2 separate regions of the Mus musculus genome follow, and region 2 is linked to region 1. The links are chromatin contacts, called in public Hi-C maps. All regions are on one chromosome and are shown on one strand. Each heading gives the region's core, a stretch centred on a gene start, on an enhancer-like site or on the middle of the called end of the contact. The rest is flanking DNA. Distances are from core to core; before and after follow the strand shown. Region 1 has its middle 16 kb from the start of Fcrls. Region 2 holds the start of Fcrl1 (Fc receptor-like 1).

Region 1 (3,050 bases), core at 139-2,638:
CCTTTATCTGAAAGCTGATAGCAAAATATTGGCTTCCAGGAAGCTAGGATAAGGGTCTTAAAGCCCACACCCACAGTGACACGCCTACTCCAACAAGGCCACACCTCCTAATAGTGCCACTACCTACAACAAGCTTATACAAACCATCGCACATGTCAATCTTATTTTCTTGAACGGGATTGAATGTAAAGAAACAAATTTTCCTTTATAAACATTACTTCAGTATCTTTTCCATGAATTATTAACCCTTCCAAGGCTCAGAAAAGATTGAATAATATCTTTATAATCCAATCTACAACTATCTTCATCCCAGTCAATTCTCAAGCTTTTCGCCGTATTTATGTAGCAGACACTAAAAAAAATAAAAATAAAAATAAAATAAAATAAAATAAACTTTTAGAAGATGTTTTCACCACTAGAATTTTCTGCACAGTCAATCCATACCAACTTTTGCCATCAAACTTGGGAGTCACAGTCCACAGTCCACATTCCACACCTGTCCTCCATAGTCCAATAAATAGATCCAACTATTTTAAAAGGAGATTTAGTCAACCTGGCTACAGTGGGAAGCAAGAAAAGGAGATCTTGTGAATCCTCTAAATCAGTCTTCATGGTCCTGAGGTGAGCTTAAAGTATAAATAGGGAACAAATATAGCAGGGCTAAGCAGTCCTGGTCAAGGTGTGGTCCCACACACCACTGACCCAGCCTTGCCTGGGTTTCAGGCTCACCCTGTAAGGTGGTCTAACAGGTGTTAGAACAGTGTGGAATCTCTTTCCAGAAGGCATGTTCCTCTCTAGCTGCTCCACGTAGCTTCTCCCAGAGTGAGATTCCTGGGGAAATTCCCACTTGTTTGGGATTTGTTGTTTCTATAGTCTCATAGTGAGATTGAGAGACACACACTGTCTCTTCAGAATACTTCACTTCTGCTAGGCCAATTGTACCTCAACTAAACCTATCTTAAACAAAAACCTCTTTTCCCAATAACCAGTTCTCTTTATCCATATTTTGTCTCAGACTACTGTGTTCTGTCATTTCTCTTATTTGCCATCAATCAATAAAGACAGCATGTAGTCATTATTACTTCCTATTCTGAACTCTTCGTTTAAACCATGCTTCCCCAAGACTTCTTATACTGCTGCACTTCAAACAGTGTCTCCATCAGTAGGGACCCTGACATCGTGTGTCAGAAGATCAGAGCTCATCTATAGTCTCTGGTTCCTAAGGTTCCCAGGATCTGAGCCCTGTGCAGGCTGTGGGTCTGGGCTGCTGAGTGCTAGGCTTACAGGGTACAGTCTCCAGCTACTTGAGCAGAAGCGTCCATGCTGACTCAGAGCTAGACATAGCAAGCATTTTCACTTTGCATGCAAGTGTACGTATGTGTCATCCACACCTCTCAATCTTCTTGAGTTCTCAGACTGAGAACTGGCATTATCACAGAGTGGAGTTCAGCGAGAGAGGCTTCTCCTACTGCTGCCTTTTTTAAAACACTAAGTTCTAAAAATAAGCAGCAAAGCATTGAACAGATTTTGTATTGCAAAGGCATCTGTTTATAAAGGCTGCCCTTTTGTCTTGGGTTGGCTGTAATCACCTGTGGCTGCTGTATTTAGATGCTTGGGCTCCCCTGAATAGACTGGGGTTGTGGGGAGAATGGCATTCCTTGCCAGACTCTCATTTTTTTATAATTCTGCAAACAAACTACAGCTGACTAGACATCCAAAGGCCAAGGAATATTCCCGTGCCAATGAGACTGTGCTAAATTGACTTTGCTTTAAACACACTGTTGGAGTGGGGGAGGGAGAAGGAGAGGGAGAGAGAGAGAGAGAGAGAGTCAGAGAAAGAGAGAGAGAGAGAGAGAAGGATCATGTGGCACAAGTGGGATCAGGGAGGAGACAAGGGAAGGGAAAGTATAATTAGAATATAGTTATGAAAAATTATTTTCAATTAAAAACATACTCAGAGTCATTATTAAAACCCTATTGTGTAATGTGCATGACATATGGCATACTAAGATAGAAGTGAGTCTGACACAGTCCTCCATTAGAAGAGAGTTACTAGAACTTGCTTTTTTACTGAGTTGATTATTTGCCACTCTAAATTGCATAGTCTCATCTGCATGATCACACTGAATGCTCAGAACCCCAAAGGGAGATAATGTTCCCTCCATTTTATAAGAAGAGAAATGTAAAGCCAGGCAGTGGTGGCACGCATCTTTAATCCCAGCACTTGGGAGGGAGAGGCAGGCGGATTTCTGAGTTCAAGGCCAGCCTGGTCTACAGAGTGAGTTCCAGGACAGTCAGGGCTATACAAAGAAACAAACAAAAAAAAAACCCAAAAGAGAAGAAGAAGAAGAAGAAGAAGAAGAAGAAGAAGAAGAAGAAGGAGGAGGAGGAGGAGGAGGAGGAGGAGGAGGAGGAGGAGGAGGAGGAGGAGGAGGAGGAGGAGGAGGAGGAGGAGGAGGAGGAGGAGGAGGAGGAGGAGGACAGGAGGGGAAGGAGGAGGAGGAGGAGGGGAGGAGAGGAGGGGGAGGAGGACAAGGAGGACGAGAATGAGGACGAGGAGGAATGTGTAACCCACTCAAGCTTCTCATTGCTAGGTGGTTCAGGGCTGCCATCACCAATCAAAGTGTTTTGCAAATGACTGATAGTTCACATGTTATTTAGAAATGAATTGTCAGTGCCACCCTTTGGCAGCCCAGGAGTCCTCTACCATGACACTCTCCTCATCTATCAGCAGTGACTGCCAGGAGTTCTTTGACTACAGGACTTGACAATTCACATCTGATCAATTAAAAGTGAACTCAAAGATACAAGCTGGTCAAATAACATCTGCACCTAGACAGACATGTGAAGTAACAAAGGGATTCAGACTTCCGGCAGGAAACCTGAATAATAAACTTGGAAGGATTTTAAGAGTTTACCTTGACCAAGGTTCCTTCTTCATGGATAAAAAACAAAGATGTCTCCAAAAGGCATCATGAAAAACCACAGGGTTGCTGGTGGAGTTGGAAGTCTGTGGAACCCCCTGTAATGGGCTTCTGAGTCACCAGGCA
Region 2 (3,050 bases), core at 294-2,793, 130 kb before region 1:
AGGAGTAGGAACCGGAAATGACCTCTGTGTGAGGCGAAGGTGAAGTGGTGGGTGAGGTTGGGGAGAGGTGGGGATAAAAGGTTGATTAAAGTGAGTTCACCAAAAAAGGAAACGATTGAACACTTGCCTGGGTCAAGAATGCGAGAGGAGCTCAGGGGACAAGATTGGGAGCTTGAAGCAATCTTTGATATGATAGAAATGTTCCCAGCTTTGATTGACATCTGGGGGAAAGGTTTCAAGAGCTTAAGAAAGGCAGGTAACTAAAAATGAAGGTGTTTTGTTTTGTTTTGTTTTGTTTTGTTTTGTTTTGTTTTGTTTTGTTTTGTTTTGTTTTGTTTTGTTTTGTTTTGTTTTAAAGAAAGAATCAGGGAAGTGAGACAAAGTGAAGTTGCCAAGCTAGCGCAGAGTGAACCCTGTCCCAGTGCAGAGTGAACAGAGCACAGAGTGAACCAAGCCAGCACAGAGTGAAGGGAGAAAGAGAAACAGTGCGGGAACGAGGAGGGAAGCTCTCCCAGCATGCCTGTGCATGTATGGGAACAGGTTGGAATGGAGACACATTTGAGTGGAGGAGAAGGTTAATGAATGACAAGGTGTATTTACAGAGCAAGAAGAAGGCAGACAGGTAGTTGGTAGTCATGGGAGTAGAAAAATGGAGAATTTTCTTTTTGCCATTATTACTTCTAAAATAAATTATTAATCAAAGTTATAAAATGGGGCCCAAAAGGATTAAGTTTGAGGAGAAACGAGAAGACCTGAAACAATGGCTCCCACGCATGAGTGGGAAAACAGATGCGAAGAACATCTGCGATTCGGTTTCCACGTCACGTGATGATAAGGTGCCAGGTGAGCCTTTGTTTAAAGTCCCATTGTTTGGACACAGTTAAAGTGTATCATCTGGCAGTGCAGGAGGGAGAGAGAGTTGAAAGAGCATCCGCCGGCATGTTGTGGTGATGAGCTGCAGAGTCTGTGCCGTGTCAGTGATGAGTAAGCCTTCCAAGTGTAATGATTAATAATGGAGGAATAATCTTGCCATTCTGGTGTGTGACACCAGAGAAACCAGAGTGTGGCCACAGGGGAATGAGGAGGGCTGGTGATACACTAAGGTTCTCATGTGAATAAAAGGAAGTGGTGTTGATAGAAGAAAAAGGAACTGAGGGACCAAGTTGTTGCCTATATTTTGTGAGTGTGTGTGTGTGTGTGAGAGAGAGAGAGAGACAGAGACAGAGACAGAGAGACAGAGACACACAGAAAGACAGAGACACACACACAAAGAGAGACGAGACAGAGACAGAGAGACAGACTACATGAATCCACGAGCATCACCAGGCAGAAACTTAGTCGTCGAATTCTCTATCCTTTTTAAGATCCCCGTTCCCAGACCCCACTCCAAGTTGTCTAACTTACCACAGATCAGTAGCAGGAGCCAAGGTAGCATGAGGACCAGGCTGGGGATGGTAACTTGAAGGTGCCTCTCACCAAAAGAAAAAAAAGCAAAACCAGACTACTCACAGAGGTGTCACAGATAACTGCCCTCAGCTTCTCTGAGGTTTGAGGAAGTCGTGGTCGGAAGTTAACCTTCAGCACGAGTTTACAGAAATACAACAAAGCAACCTTGTCCAGTGTTCAGTTCTTCCTCCAGGAAGGCCCCAGAATGGAAGACACTCCTTCCTATGGCATGACTCAATTTCATGACTTGGAGCTTTTGGGTATCAGGAGATGCGGGCTTTCATTTTATAACTTTGATTAATACTTTATTATTAAAATATGAATATTCATGTATCTCAGGGGTTTCCAGTAGATGATCCAGGCTTTAAAGAGTCTCACTGAGCTTGAGTCCTGCCAGATTTCACACCACACACTGCCATCTTTGGTAAGGATATCTATTTAACTATCTGATCAAATGCACTGTCTTTCTCACAAGCTCCTATTGTGGTCTCTCTGTGTCTGACTCAGGAATGGAAGGGAGTATTCGCAGGTTATGTTCCGTGTCTGCTGCTATTGTATATTCTGATTTATATAGGGTCCAGCCATTCATATAGATATTTCCCCATGTTTAAAATTTCAATGTTCCAATAAATGACATGAGCCACTTTTTAAAAAGTCATAGGAAGTCATAGAGTGGAAGAGTTTGGAATAAAATGGAAGACTTGGATATGCACCAATTAGCCTCTGTGTACTGGAAAAGGCTCACCGTCATCACTAACTCTTGTATTTGTGTGACACCCTTCTTCCCTTACCCCAGTCAAGGGTAGGCAATTCCTGCTGTTGCTTCCTTTAGCATCTATATCACCCTTTCTCTGTCACCTGAAGCTTGTATGTGAGTCTCATTATGGATTACAGGGGAATAAACTATTTTATTTTTCCCATTTCTTGAATCTTTTATCATCTAATATTAAGATGATTTTTGACAAAGGTAAACTGATACAAATGCAATCATAGTAATTGTTCTACATTATTTGCATCATCTCAACATTGAGTGAGTGAGTGTGTGTGTGTTATTAAACATGGGGCCACAACATACACCTTGGGATCACGGTCTGCACTCTGAGGTTGCTGTCTGCACCCTGGGGTCACAGTCTGCACTCTGGGGTTTCCATCTGCACCTTGAGGTCAGAGTTTGTACCCAGGGATTGCAGACTGCACACTGGTGTTGCTGTCTGCACTCTAGGGTCGGCATACACCCTGGGATCACAATCTTCACCTTGTGAATGAGAATTGCTGGAAAGAAACCGTGCCTCAAATGCTGATTGACTGACTAGACCTTCAGTGATGTGGAGAGGTTGGAATGTTCCAAATCCAGGGGCAAATTATCTTGGGCATCTTTATCCCTCTTAATAACAACCTACTGATTGCTTTTGTACATGAACCAACCCCTTTTGTCACCATCATGTAAATCCTTTGGGAATGTACAAATAGAATGTTTCACCAACAAAATAGCTAACAATTCTATCAGGCTTCCCATCTCTGCTATAACCCGCCTACCTGATGCATTTGAAAGTGTGTTACTTTACGGTTTTTTTGCTGTTCCTATAAAAAGTTAATGAAATTGA

Evidence for each region. A called contact is a pair of places that touch in the nucleus more often than the background predicts.
Region 2: a contact with region 1 is called in a Hi-C map of bone marrow-derived macrophages, with 36 read pairs. The contact joins the promoter of Fcrl1 here to the enhancer-like site in region 1. A contact is called at or near these places in 19 of 39 promoter capture datasets (the 3T3-L1 cell line, 3T3-L1-derived adipocytes, the C10 cell line and 11 more), 2 of 484 Hi-C or Micro-C datasets (bone marrow-derived macrophages and embryonic stem cells), 2 of 115 datasets of contacts at active chromatin or transcription factors (cardiomyocytes and microglia) and 4 of 9 other capture datasets (adipose tissue, liver, macrophages and 1 more).

What each region holds. Positions count from the first base shown.
Region 1 is chr3:87,245,844-87,248,893 of GRCm38.p6, reverse strand. No RefSeq gene overlaps it. Among named protein-coding and RNA genes, the nearest start is that of Fcrls, 16 kb to the left of the region's middle. Within about 2 kb of position 1,388, at least 13 of the 459 cell types and tissues checked have an H3K27ac peak or open chromatin away from gene starts, as enhancers often do. A contact at or near this core is called in bone marrow-derived macrophages and microglia, where this site is marked.
Region 2 is chr3:87,374,880-87,377,929 of GRCm38.p6, reverse strand. Fcrl1 (Fc receptor-like 1) reads right to left here and starts at 1,543. Exons shown (of 10, transcript NM_178165.4): 1 at 1,405-1,543. The coding sequence starts at 1,435. It overlaps Gm31940 (a long non-coding RNA gene), which reads left to right and starts at 327. Exons shown (of 3, transcript XR_867410.3): 1 at 327-843; 2 at 1,786-1,870.